Regions from separate parts of the Zea mays genome. Here regions 1 and 2 are each linked to region 3. The links are chromatin contacts, called in public Hi-C maps. All regions are on one chromosome and are shown on one strand. Each heading gives the region's core, a stretch centred on a gene start, on an enhancer-like site or on the middle of the called end of the contact. The rest is flanking DNA. Distances are from core to core; before and after follow the strand shown. Region 1 holds the start of LOC103632302 (probable carbohydrate esterase At4g34215). Region 2 holds the start of LOC100281697 (ubiquinone biosynthesis protein ubiB). Region 3 holds the start of LOC100382481 (putative regulator of chromosome condensation (RCC1) family protein).

What was found. A called contact is a pair of places that touch in the nucleus more often than the background predicts.
Region 1: a contact with region 3 is called in a Hi-C map of endosperm, with 5 times the contacts expected there. The contact joins the promoter of LOC103632302 here to the promoter of LOC100382481 in region 3. A contact is called at or near these places in 7 of 25 Hi-C or Micro-C datasets (bundle sheath, ear, endosperm and 2 more) and 1 of 3 datasets of contacts at active chromatin or transcription factors (leaf).
Region 2: a contact with region 3 is called in a Hi-C map of leaf, with 6 times the contacts expected there. The contact joins the promoter of LOC100281697 here to the promoter of LOC100382481 in region 3. A contact is called at or near these places in 10 of 25 Hi-C or Micro-C datasets (bundle sheath, ear, endosperm and 5 more) and 2 of 3 datasets of contacts at active chromatin or transcription factors (leaf and seedling).

What each region holds. Positions count from the first base shown.
Region 1 is chr7:44,868,988-44,873,278 of Zm-B73-REFERENCE-NAM-5.0, forward strand. It overlaps LOC103632302 (probable carbohydrate esterase At4g34215), which reads right to left and starts at 1,937. Exons shown (of 2, transcript XM_008654133.4): 1 at 1,154-1,937; 2 at 650-997. The coding sequence starts at 1,768. The coding sequence ends at 800.
Region 2 is chr7:44,747,400-44,751,624 of Zm-B73-REFERENCE-NAM-5.0, forward strand. It overlaps LOC100281697 (ubiquinone biosynthesis protein ubiB), which reads right to left and starts at 2,528. Exons shown (of 13, transcript NM_001154617.2): 1 at 2,281-2,528; 2 at 1,428-1,671; 3 at 1,317-1,358; 4 at 742-813; 5 at 154-289; 6 at 1-14. The coding sequence starts at 2,441.
Region 3 is chr7:45,167,950-45,172,600 of Zm-B73-REFERENCE-NAM-5.0, forward strand. It overlaps LOC100382481 (putative regulator of chromosome condensation (RCC1) family protein), which reads left to right and starts at 2,246. Exons shown (of 6, transcript NM_001175220.1): 1 at 2,246-2,892; 2 at 4,134-4,343; 3 at 4,439-4,549. The coding sequence starts at 2,581.

The DNA of each region.
Region 1 (4,291 bases), core at 687-3,186, 300 kb before region 3:
ACTTACTATTTCCCCATAAATTATACAAATCAACCACAAATGTCAAGAAATCTAAACAAAGAATAAATATTTCAACTCTACTATATGAGATAATGAACTCGCTAACTTTTTTCGCACTTTAATGAGTGAAATATTCAACAAATTCTTGAAAAAATTGGACAACACCTCCCCTCTTTGCAGCTTATAGCGACATGAACAGAGAGCTTTTTGTGTCCTTGACGCCAGCTCGAGGAGGGAGAGTGTTTATAAAGCGGAAATATTAGTACCAGTTGATAGTTTTAGCCGGTACTAATGTTAAAGATTTAGTATTGGGTGGTGATTTCAACCGGTACTAAATATATTAGTACCGGTTTTGTATCTTGAACCGGTAGTAAAGCCTTGTGTACCTATTGCAACCATCAACCGGTACTAAAGCTTCAGTGAGCTAAAATCGATGCTAAAACTGTTAACATGGGTTCCTTTCTTTAATTTCAGCTGAAATTAAGGGATGGGCCTGGCCGTGTTCGCCAATAGTGAATGCACGGGTTTCTGACTGCTAGTGGATGACATGTTAATGGAAAACTCAAATAAAGCGATGATTTTATCCTCTACAACCATGGAGATTGTATTTAATGTTGTGTGACTTTTGCCGATTAACTAGTGCACTGACTAACAATTTAACACGAGGGCGGTTTCAATAGCACGGAAAATATTAATCTCAACGCAGCATCGTAATTTGAGTGTACATATTGCTTGCTCTGTCCGTTTCCAAATCGTGGGGGAATGCCTTGTTTTTGGTAGGCATACCGGTATTTGAAAATTACAGCGTTTCTAAATACGACTCGGCTAGTTTGTTGCCGAGCTGGACTTGAGCCTCCGTGGTGAGATGCGTGTGGTCGCTCGCGATGGGCAGCCCCATGGCATCAACGTACTTGACATTTGGGAGCTTCACTGCCTTCTGAGCTTCCCTCACCACGCCGAGGAACTTGCCATTGTACTGCGCAGTTGCAATGCCCACCTATATATACATTACATTTGTGATATATATGTAGAAATAAACAAAAAAAATCTTAAATTTGGATCGACCCATGTGTGTGTATGTGATGCAACAACAAAATCACAACCCACCCAAAAAAAAAAAAACAGAGTCATGAGAGAAGAAGATGCGGGTCACCTGGATGACGAGGAGGTCGGGCCGGCCGAGGTCGCAGCGAACGTCACGCACGAGAGTCTCCATCCGCCGCTGGTAGAGCTCAGCATCCTGGCGCCTCATGGTGTCCGCCTCCCCCTGGTACCAAAGCAAGGCGGCCAGGTGACCGCGTCCGCTGCACTCGGCCACGGCCGCCCTGGCGCGCGTCACCATCCGCTCGTACAGCTCCGTCCCCCGGGACCAGTTGGCGATCGGCGTGCCGCCCTGCGCGCACGGCACGAGTCCGACGACGACGGGGGGCTCTGCGGCTGCGCCCTCGCTGGCGAGCACGGCGTGCGCGAAGGGCATGCCGGGCCCGACGCCGAGAACGTTGCCCACGTCGACGCCGGCGTGCAGCGGCTCGCGCGCCTCCTCCCAGCGAAGCGCCGGGGAGAGACGGACGATGCGGTCCGAGGGCGCGCACTCCGGCGGGACGATGCCGTCCCAGGTGCCGTTGGTGGCGCCGCCGCGGCCGCTCATGTTGGACTGCCCAGCCAGGATGAACACCAGTGTCCGGCCGCCGGGCAGCCCAGCGGACGCGGCGGGGAGGAGGAGGAGCAGGAGGAAGGGTATCGCTGGCTGGAGCGTGAGCAGAGCCATTATTGCCCACAGTGCCTTCCAGCTTGTGATGCGTGAATGGAGGATGGAAATATGGAATGGATCATAGATCACGGACCACGACAACTAATAGTGGCATGGCAGCCGGTACGCATTGATCGATAGAAGCAGACAAAGCTGAGTGAAAGATTCGTCCCGATCCATGTGTCGTTTTCCGCTCAAACACGTGACAGCGTGCGTGTGGAACCAAATTAATGCAAAATGAAGTTCACCAACCCATATATACGGAGTGCCATACCTCTTTCCGCTGTACAAAGCCAGCTGGAGACCAGGACTTCCAATAGTTACACAATAGTCCGGTGATCAAGTGCACGATGGTGTTTCGTTTACTGTATACATGAGGCCAGCCGGGTGCAGTCTAGAGTCTAGACTAGAAAAACCTCCTGCATGCAGCTGCATGAACACATACGCACAGGCACAGAGCATCTCCTTTCCAGCGGGCCAAGCGCACTACGCTCGCCCAATGCAAACAGCCAATAAGACGTTATAAATGCCGTAGGTTTGTCTAACTGTAACTAATTGTTTACCACTGTTATAGATATTTGGTTTTAGAGACTAAAGTTTAGCCCACGTTACATCAGATATTTGAATGCCTATTAAGTATATTAAATATAATCTAATTACAAAACTAATTACACAGTTAAAGACTAAACAACGAAACAATATTTTTTAAGCTTAATTAATCAATGATTGACAAATATTACTATAGCACCATATGATCGACTTAAAAGACACATCTTACCTTTTACCCTTTATCTATATAATTAGTTTTGTAATTAAACTATATTTAATATCTCTAACTAGTAGTTAAATATCTCATGTGACGGGACTAAAATTTAAACTCGTCCAACTAAACACAATGATCTTTTATTTTAAATCTCACTATATAAATAATATAATATTTTATACGGCTACATGTATGATGTGATGATTATAGGCTCATATAGTCTAACGAAGAGGAAAAAAACATTTCGACCGTGTGAGGACATGGGAACAACTGCTTTTGGCCGGAAACTTATTACATAGTTTGATTGGTTATCTATATAAAATTTAGCCTAGTTATCTGCATTCAACTTAGCCTGCATACCTAACATAAATACATAATCCCAGGGTATGTCTGCGGGCCAGTTTGGAGTGCTGCGTGTAGCTCCTGCTTCCACTTTCTAGTTATATTTTACTAGATGCATGTCAGAGGGATGATGTTTGGCTTCATGCTACAGTGTTGTACAGTATCAATAACAGAGCTAGGTCAAAACCGATCTGGCCACCACCGGTGGGAGAAGAGAGGCGCGGCATGATGGCCTGTGGCTTCCCCGACAGCAGTAGCGGTGACGGTGAGTCTAGAGTCTGCTAGTAAGATACGTTTAGGAATGGTAACAGATCACGATTTAAATGATTTTTTCATAATAAATTAGAGTTATTAATTTTTTTTATTTCAAAAATAAGTATAAATATAGAGCCTGATTCAATCCGATTAAATCTCTAAATTTTATAGTATAAAATCTAGAGCACATTAAAGATAAACATTAATATCTTTAGATACATCAGTGTCCCGAGCTACACCCACGCTAGTCGATCATATAAGTTGGAATACAGGAATTTCAGATGAATCATACATGAATTTTATAGGAATCAGTTTATTTTTAGAGAAAAACACAAGTCCCACGTTCCTAAGGGGGTGTATGTGTTGAAATTATTGGGCCTAGCCCATTTACTTTTAGGACTCATTCATTGAGAGGTGTATGTCACATTTTGTTGGTCACTTATTCTCAAATGTTGTAAATCAAGAACAAGCCAATACAATTGTTAAGGATTAAGGACTTTAGTCCTCCGAAGCATTATCTACTCTTGGATATAATGATCTTCAGACGAGGGTTATGAAGGACATGCCTTCATCATTCACGAATGAATAAGAATACATATAGATAATGAATAAGGATCTTCATTCACATATTTATTTCATAATGTACACACAAACATTAACAAAATTTACATTACATTGATACCTTCGGCTTGTTCGAAGGTGCTGACGCGAGAGCGATTACAATCCAACGTGAACAGTACGGTGCTACTGTTCATCTATTTATAGACACGGGACACAGCCCGAGTAAAAGTACATTTGTGTCCTCAACATTTATTCACAACTATAACGTAAATCATTAGGGATTGGCTAGTCTTTTTCTCTTCGGGCTAGCATCATGTTTGGTTTTCATCATCGTCTTAAGCCGAAGCTGTTACTCTTCGGCTATAGCTTCAGCGTTCATTCTTATCATCTTCGGGCTATATCTTTGTCTTGTACACCTTTGCCATGGGAGAAAACTTCCATCCTGAAGCTGAAGCTCCTTGTAGTAATACATGTTATGCTAAAAGCAGGCGGTTAGTTATATTTTGAGGACCTTCGGAAGAGGAAGGCCCCTAACACATTTCTAAGGGGTGTATATCTTGGAATTATTAGGTCCAGCCTATTTATATTTAGGACACACTCATTAAGAGGTATATCCCAAC
Region 2 (4,225 bases), core at 1,278-3,777, 420 kb before region 3:
AGATCGTAGATGAGCTGCATTACTTGAAGTATCAAAGGAATGCATTTCAACTTGGAGAACTCAGGTCTGAAATATATGCTAAGGTAAATAATAATCAGTACAGAACAAGGATAATCACAAGTTAGTAACGAAGCCTTATCAGAAATGTCTAACCTTTGTAAACCTGCCCCAGTGATGCTGCTGCAATCGGCTCTGGGCTGATATCAGCAAACAAATCAGAAATTCGAGAACCCAACTGAGACTCTATGGTCCTGAGTGCAATGCGAGTTGGAAACGGTGGTATTTGATCCTGAAAAGAAATTGTTCAGCCAAAACATTGAAATCAATCAATAATCAAGCTACTAGTACATGTTCCTTGGACTTCCCGAGTTCGAACTACGAGTTACTAATTACTGGAAGTCATGTTTTAGACCTCCAAATGAGATAGAATTCTTTCTACTCCCTCTATTGCAAATTATAAGATGTTTTGGCTTTTCTAGATGCATAGTTTTTTCTATGAATTTAGAAACTATGTCTAGATACATAGTAAAAACAATGTATTTACAAAAAGCCAAAATATCTTATAATTTGGATCTGAGGGAGTATGACTTAAACATGCCAGTGAACCTACTTTGAGGCCGCAACTTAGGGAGACTCATTCACCTCATAACTCTAGGAAATTAACATAAACTGAAGAAATCGTGTTCTTAGATCTAACAATTTGTTTCCATCACAAAAAAAAAATATAGGATGGGGAGGTACCTGTAGCTTTGCAAGCTCCTGACAGTACGCACTAGGAAGTATATCAGGGCGTGTGCTCAATGCTTGGCCAAGCTGTGCGGTGAAAGAAAATTGATAAAACAGCATATCATCCCCAGTTGTAATAAGACAATATTACACCTAAGACAATATTAGCTAACAAATTATTGCAGGACAGACAGACCCAGTGCCAGAGGCTCCCACATGAATGGGGTCTGGGGAAGAGATAAACCGAGGAGGAAAGCCATTCCCCGCAAATGCTGAGAGGCTGCTTCGAACCCACGACCTGGTAGCTAACGAAGTATTGTAGTTCAAAAACAGGATATGGACACAACAATGGCACACTAAATATGCAGTCAACACAACCACCAATGTGATTGATTTTGTACAGATGCTTAAGGATGATAACAATCATGTCACAAAACCATAGTGATAGCTGCAGTGATTTTGATGGTCATAAGACATGTTACATTGATGTTGCTTCCACCTTAACAAGGAGACATACTGAAAAGTTAAGCATCAAAATTTAATAGAAAAGATCGGTGCTACATTCTACAGATCTATTTCAATCGGCATACCTTGATATAAAAAGGACCCAAGCGTATCAAGGTCTCTCGAAACTGAAATAAGGAAATGATAATCAGAGACATGATGCTCAGTTCCTCCACCAACAAAGTCAGGAAAACTACCTTTTCTGCTCTTTTATGCATATCATTGAGCAACAAATGCCAAATAGTGAGTTTTACAACATGAAAGGAGATAGTAGCAGCCCTGTATAGAGCAAGGAATGGACCAAAGCCACGGTCAGCAAAATGCCTGCGTGAACTTGAACCCAATATTCTTCCAAACTGGGTTTCCAGTGACTCCTTCCTGATCTTTGCATATTCTGATGAAGGCCTCTCTCCATGTACACTTGTAAATGCACTTGAATAGCTACAAATAAAAAAAAATAAACCACCTAAACATAATTTCTGCAAATAAATAACATTAAAATTATTCAAATTTCAACATGCTTTGCTGGCTCAGTGAAACCTGCAAAAATCATTAAAATAAAATATTTTCTCAAATAGAAAAGCCAATTTATCTAATTTCATAGACTACTTAACCAAATATCCTTCCTCCTGAATTGTAATTAAGAGTTTATTTAAGCTAGATTAGTTCAGTATGCTTCTCAGTGATAATTGAGTAACACAATGCCATTTCGGAGTTCTGTAAAACTTTATATACTGTCTCTACACACAAAAATAACACAGTAGGCACTTAAGACGACCTGGCATGGCACACTGTTCTTTTAATCCAAAACATTTTATACTATCAAAGTGAATCAAAAATTGAATGATTGATTGGCGCATGGTACAATTACAACTAGCAAATTCCAAAACCGCAAACCTAGTGCGCGGCAGACGCGAAGCTGGTCCAACCCTGCATTATGTCTCGAGCTGAAACGAGTCGTGCGATTCAAAATAGGTTCAAAACGGAACTGTGACCTAGGGTTACGCCGTGGTGACCGGTAGGTGAGATTAGCCTGTGGACTGTCGTTACCTCATCACCGGCGTTGAGGCGGGGAGGCAGGGAGGTAGCGGCAACGCCGGAGAAAAGGTCGGGGGGGCGGCCTGCAAGGCGCGGGGAACGAGAAAAGGGAGGCATCTGCGTCGGTCGGCGCGGCGGGCGAGGATGAGGAGCCGCGAGGTGGGGCCCGCCATGGCCGGGATCTCATCAGCTCCGCCGCCCGCACGGGAGGGAGAGACGGGGAGGGAAAGAAGGGCAGCGTAGGGTTTAGGGGAGGAGAGAGAGAGAGAGAGACGTGTACGCCGAAGACGTACACGGTGAGAGGAAGGTGGCAGCGGCGCCGCGTGGCTGGACCAGAGTGCGAGCTGGCGGCCTGGCGCTTGTGCGGTGGTTCGTTGCTGCTGGGCCGCTGCCCTTGTTGATCGTCTCGTGTAATGCAGCCCACGCCGGCTTGTGCGTCTCCGCTCGGCTAAATTTGGTTGAGCTGTAGTTTTTTTACTGGATGCAATGCAGTAATGCACAACCAACTGCACCACAAATTCAAATTCTGCTCAATAAACTTCATCACGAAGCAGTTCAATAAAAAATCTTTATCTCTACTACTTATTAAGACAGTAAGGGTAGCCTGTCGTTCTGTCATTCTGCGATCTCAGCCGTCCATTCTATCGTGTAAACAATCTCAGCCGTCCGATCCCGTCGTCCGATCCCGTCCGATCCCGCACCCGCGGCCCATGACATACGGCAAATCCAAAAATCCTAATCTTCAGCACCCCGCCGCTTGCCAGCCGCCAGCCATCAGGCACGCAGCGTCCCGGCCGCCCCCGCCGCTTGCCACCGCGGTCTCCAGCGCCCCTCTCGCTTGCCAGCCGCCAGCCGCGGTCTGCAGCGTCCCGGCCGCCGCTTGCCACCGCTTGCCAACTTCCACCCGTGGCCTCCAGCGTCCCCGCCGTTTGCCAGCTTTCACCGCGCGGCAGAGCAGTCGATCTCCCGCAGGCGGACAACCTACACTCCACCGCCCCATCGGTCGCGCCTCTCCCGTTGGTGGCCTTCCCCATTCATGCGGTCTCCACCGTCCCCACTCCCTGCGCAGGTCGTGCAACCGACTCCCCCTCCTCAGTCCCCACAATGTCCACTCTTGCATGCTTCCTCCCCACGACCTCCACTTCGCCTAGGTCAGCACATATTCGATGAAGATAAATGGTGAGCATTTGGGAACTCTATGTCGTCCGAGCACGCGTGTACACCAGAGTCAGGTTGCTATACCGCGACTCCGACCACATCACCATTGTCGGCTTCTCCTGCTCACTGCTCCTCTTATGCATGTCTCTCATCTCCGGCAAGGTATTGCTTTTAATTTGTAGTGCAGCCTCATGTACAGCTTCTGTTTCTGCTAACTCGGTGCAAGGTACGATGCCGCCATCCCAATCCCTACCCCCAGATCGAGTTAACACCCATACATACATCCATTTCTTTTAATCGATGAAAGGTATGATGTAAATTGTTAATTAGATATATTAGAATGTGCCAATTCACAAGCAAACTTTGTTGATTACTTTCCGGTTGTTATTTACGAGCTAAATGATTAATACTGCTACAAATGGGTAAAATTAGATTTGTGCTTATTTATATTCTTCGTAGTTCTATTGTGTCATGTGAATAACTAATTAAACTCTCCAACAGTAAAATCCCTCTCTTTCTTGAATCTTATTCTCGGACCTGTAAATAGTGTTCTACTTCCTATCACTAAATGCAGCAGATAGATAGATTAGAATGTGCCAATTCACAAGCAAACTTTGTTTATTACTTTTCGGTTGTGATTTCCGAGCTAAATGATTAACACTGCTACAAATGGGTAAAATCAGATTTGTGCTTATTTATATTCTTCGTAGTTATATTGTGTCATGTGAATAACTAATTAAACTCTCCAATAGTAAAATCCCTCTCTTTCTTGAATCTTATTCTCTGACCTGTAAATAGT
Region 3 (4,651 bases), core at 996-3,495:
TTCGCCGTCTTCCGGGACTTAGCCCGAGTCCGAGCCCTGGGTCGGGCGGAGCGGAGTTCACCGTCTTCCGGGACTCAGCCCGAGTCCGAGCCCTGGGTCGGGTGAAGCGGAGCTTCCTATGGTGCCTTCGGCAGGGCCTGACTGCCTGTCAGTCTCGCTCTGTCAAGTGGCACCGCAGTCGGAGTGGCGCAGGCGGCGCTGTCCTTCTGTCAGGCCGGTCAGTGGAGCGGCGAAGTGACGGCGGTCACTTCGGCTCTGCCGGCTGGGGGGGCGCGCGTCAGGATAAAGGTGTCAGGCCACCTTTGCATTAAATGCTCCTGTGATTTGGTCGGTCGGTGCGGCGATTTAGTCAGGGTTGCTTCTCGGCGAAGGCAGGGCCTCGGGCGAGCCGGAAATATGTTCGCCGCTGGAGGGGGCCTCGGGCGAGACGGAAATCCTCCGGGGTCGGCTGCCTTTGTCCGAGGCTAGGCTCGGGCGAGGCGTGATCGAGTCCCTCGAATGGACTGATCCCTGACTTAATCGCGCCCATCAGGCTTTTGCAGCTTTATGCTGATGGGGGTTACCAGCTGAGAATTTGGAACCTTGAGGGTACCCCTAATTATGGTTCCTGACAGGTATATACGTTTTTTGTAAGATAAAAAAATAATTGTGTCGGGTCAGGCCAGCACTATGGGCCGAGGCTACAGCCCAAGCACGGCACGATGTTCTTGGCTCTTGCAAGCATTAGGTCGTTTCTGAGAACACATTGGCGCAATGGACTACATGATGTTTGAGGTTGCTGAATTGGATGGAGCAGCAATGATTTGTCACACTAACAACAAAATGAAAGGTTATTTGTTTGTTTTAAACGTTAGTAATTGCTATGAAGTAGCATAATTTATATGGAGCACATCCAGTTTTTATTGATGCCTGACTTTAGCAATCACTCTATATTTTAATATATTTTTTATAAGTTTGACTTCATGGGACTTATTTTATAAACTTGATCTCACAAACTTTCTCTTATTTGGTCTCTGTATGATGAAATTATGTTATTTTATAATCTCTGTTCATTCAGTCAATCGTTGTGAACTCTTTTCTAATCGCTCACTTCATTGGTCATGTTGTACCAAGATATATTTGTATGGAGTAAACAATAACATCAGTTAGCCAAAAAAATATATATTATATAGAGAGCGGAGACAATCAATAAAATATCTTGAATTTTTTTTGATGGATAGTTTACGTGAGTATTGTTGTAAGCCGTCGCAACGCACGAGCAACCGACTAGTTTATCTCTAAAGACCACTCAAAAGGTCCCAGGATAAATAGAGTTGTATATGCTCTAATTTATACTATTAACTTGTCCCGATGCTGTCAGCGCAGCCAAGCCACCACACCGCCGTGTTCGCTTCTTCCAGCCACGGCCAGCCCAGTGCCCAGCTCGTGGTCCTCGGCTCCTCCTGCAAAGCCGAAGCGATTCGACGGCGGCCGGCCAGCCTCCCAGGACCGGAAAAACCTTCCATCCCGTTCTTGTGCCGCTGGTGGCCACTCACGCCGCGACAGGCGACACAACCATGGCTTGAGGCAACAGCGGCCGCCACGTCCGAGGCGTCACTCTCACTCCCGCCCCGCCACGTCCTTCTCCGTCTCAAAAGCCTGACGGCTCCGGGCACTGCCACCCATCTCCACAGAAACAGGGATAGCTTCACCGACATCCGGGCCAGCCGCTTCCCCGATCCGCCATGTCAGTCTCTGCTGCGACCTAGCCCTCCGCTCCGTTGCGTCCTGATTCCTGAACCCTACCACTCCACGATCCCTCGCCGACAGATGGGCCCACGTCGCCTGGGGCCAAGCAGGAGACGCCCGCTCCCCACGCGCCGGCCTAGTGGGTGGGTGGGTGGAGATGGAGAAGGCGTTGGTGGATCGACGCACGGGACACCCTTGCAGCAGCAGCAGCAGCAGCGCCCATCACTCGCGTCCCTCTCTTTTCCTCTTCTCCATTCCGTCGCGTACTCGCGTGCACAGAAATTCCTTCCTCTGCCTCCCTGTTCAGCTCTCCTTTTCCCTTCCTCCTCCTGTAATTCTGTTCGTGTGCGTGTAATTTCCGTGCAAATACACGCACGCCGATTTTCGAAAGCAAAAAAAAAAAAAGGCGACGGCAAGGAATCCCCCGATTAGGAAAGATTCTCCGCTCCCCGCCTTCAAATCCCCCACCGGCCACCACGACCCGCCTGGATTCGCCTACGCTCTGTGCTGCCGAGGTCGGGATTGGTGCTGGAATTCGGTGCGCCGAGTTGTTCCTTGCTCGATTAGACTTCCGGTTCGGTTCGCTTCGTTCCAATCGGGGTTTGCTGCTTCCGCCGCCACCGGTGCGCTCCGAGCTGCTCAAGCTGGGCGCCGGATACCCTCTCGGGCTGCCCGATCTGATTCAGTCCCCAACACCACCCCCGCTCCGCCGCTGTGGCTGCCGCTCCCCTCCCCGCTGACTCCGGCGCCATTTCGACCCGCGCGGCCGGATCCTTGGATGGTTCCGATCGATCCGGGACCAAGAGACCCAAGGCTTCGTCACCTCACCCGGGCCCCGGCGCCGGTGGATCCATGGCCGGGGAGAAGGCGCCGCGCGCGTTCTCCATCGAGGAGCTCCCGGGCCACCTCATCGGGGAGGTCCTGACCTCGGGTGGGCTCGCTGCCGCCGACCTCGCGAGGCTCGAGGCCACCTGCCGCGCGCTCAGGCCGCTCGCCGAGTACGCCGCGTCCAAGCTCTGCGCCGCGCGGGCGGCGTTCGCTGCCATGGGGCCAGCCGCCCGGGGTGAGCTGCTGGAGAGGTGCGGGGGAAGCTGGAAGAGGGTGCTCAGGTTCCTGCAGTCCGTAGAGCAGTCGTCAGGCACCGTCGAGACCTCATCGGGCAGCGTGAGCACTTTTTTCCCCTTTCACTTCACTCTACGAGGTCTAATGAAAATTCAATCTCCATAGTATGTACGGACATGAGATTATCTTGTGTTTTAGAAGGGACTTGCTAAAATTCAGGTGCTTGAATTTTAGTTTTCATTCAGGCGATGGTTATTGCACATATTTTATATTAAAATTGCAGGCAACTTTGGTAGACACAATCTATATTTTTTTTGCTTCCGTGAATAAGAAACCCATTAGACAAAATCATAAACCCGACGATATCTTATTTGTATTGGAACAAAGACAATTAATAATGCACAATTATTTCTATATTCAGACAAGGACAAAAATTGATATGTTGGGACATAAAGACATCACAAAAGTAACAATTTACTTATACTAGTTGGTGATGCATGAGTATTACCTGAGATCATCTTAAAATTCAGGCACCTGAAAGATAGGATAGGTGGTCTTAGAAATTTTCGCCTCACACTCTGAACCCTGCCCACTTTGGAATATTGTAATTACCAAGACTTGTTTAATAATGCTGGCTTATGTGCTAAAGCTTTAAAAGAAGCTAATGATTTGAAGCTGATAAGCACACCCATGTCTGGCTTAAATGGGATAACTAGCACATGTTAGTCATTATAAACAGATTTAAGACATTCTTTGCTAGGCAAATATGGATCAAGTTTTTAACAACTTATCTCAGATTGATTAACATGTTAATGCTGCCGTGCATCGACATGCTGTTATGCATTTTCCTGTGTCAAACAATGGTAACTTCGTAATATACTGCACAATTACACTCTAAAACTGTTTGAAAGTGATTATTTGTGATGGTGAAATCCTGGTAAATTTAGTTGCTATTGTGCAACAAATGTTCTAATTACTTTAAATATAAATTATGTCTTAATTTCTTACATATTGATGCGGTTGTATATTCTCATAGTAATGATAGTTGCCTTTTGATTCCTGCTAGAGTGCATTTTTATTCTGGATATTGCATGGTGGCGTTTTGGACGACCTATCTTAATTATATTTAGTCTTGCAGCTTATTCAATATCGTTTCAAGACTACAAGTTTACTAGTATTCGAGCTCACTTCTAGTTGTCACGTTATATATATCAATTCAGAAAAAAATGTAATTCTCTTGTATTTGGAGACAGGTTTCCCTGATGGTGGATGGCATTGAAACCGCTATTTTTTAAGTTTCCAAATTGTTTTCTTATACGTGTGAACCTCCTGTATGTTTCCAGATGCAAGTAGCCACAGGAAGATATCACACACTTTTGGTCCATGACTCTTCTGTCTATTCTTGTGGATCCAGCTTGTGTGGTGTGTTAGGTCATGGCCCAGATACTACACAATGTGCAGCATTCAGTCGGGTTTCCTTCCCATCACTTTCCCGTGTTATAAACATCTCTGCTTCACACAACCATGCTGCTTTTGTTACGGAGTCTGGGGAGGTAATTGATGATCTCCTTAATTGAAGCCAGTTATGCCTATTACTGTATTACTACATTTCCTTGCCTTGGTGTTCTGAAGGATTTTGTCTAAATAGGTTTTCACCTGTGGTGATAATTCATCATTATGCTGTGGTCATGGCGAAGTGGGGAGAACTATATTTCGACCAATGCAAGTAGAAGCGCTTAAAGGGATTCCCTGCAAGCAGGTGGGATCAAAGATCTTTCTCATCCTTTTATGTTTTGTGTCTCTAATGATACTCCTGTACTTATTCATAAGTCTGATCTACTTAAAATTTTCTAAATTGAAT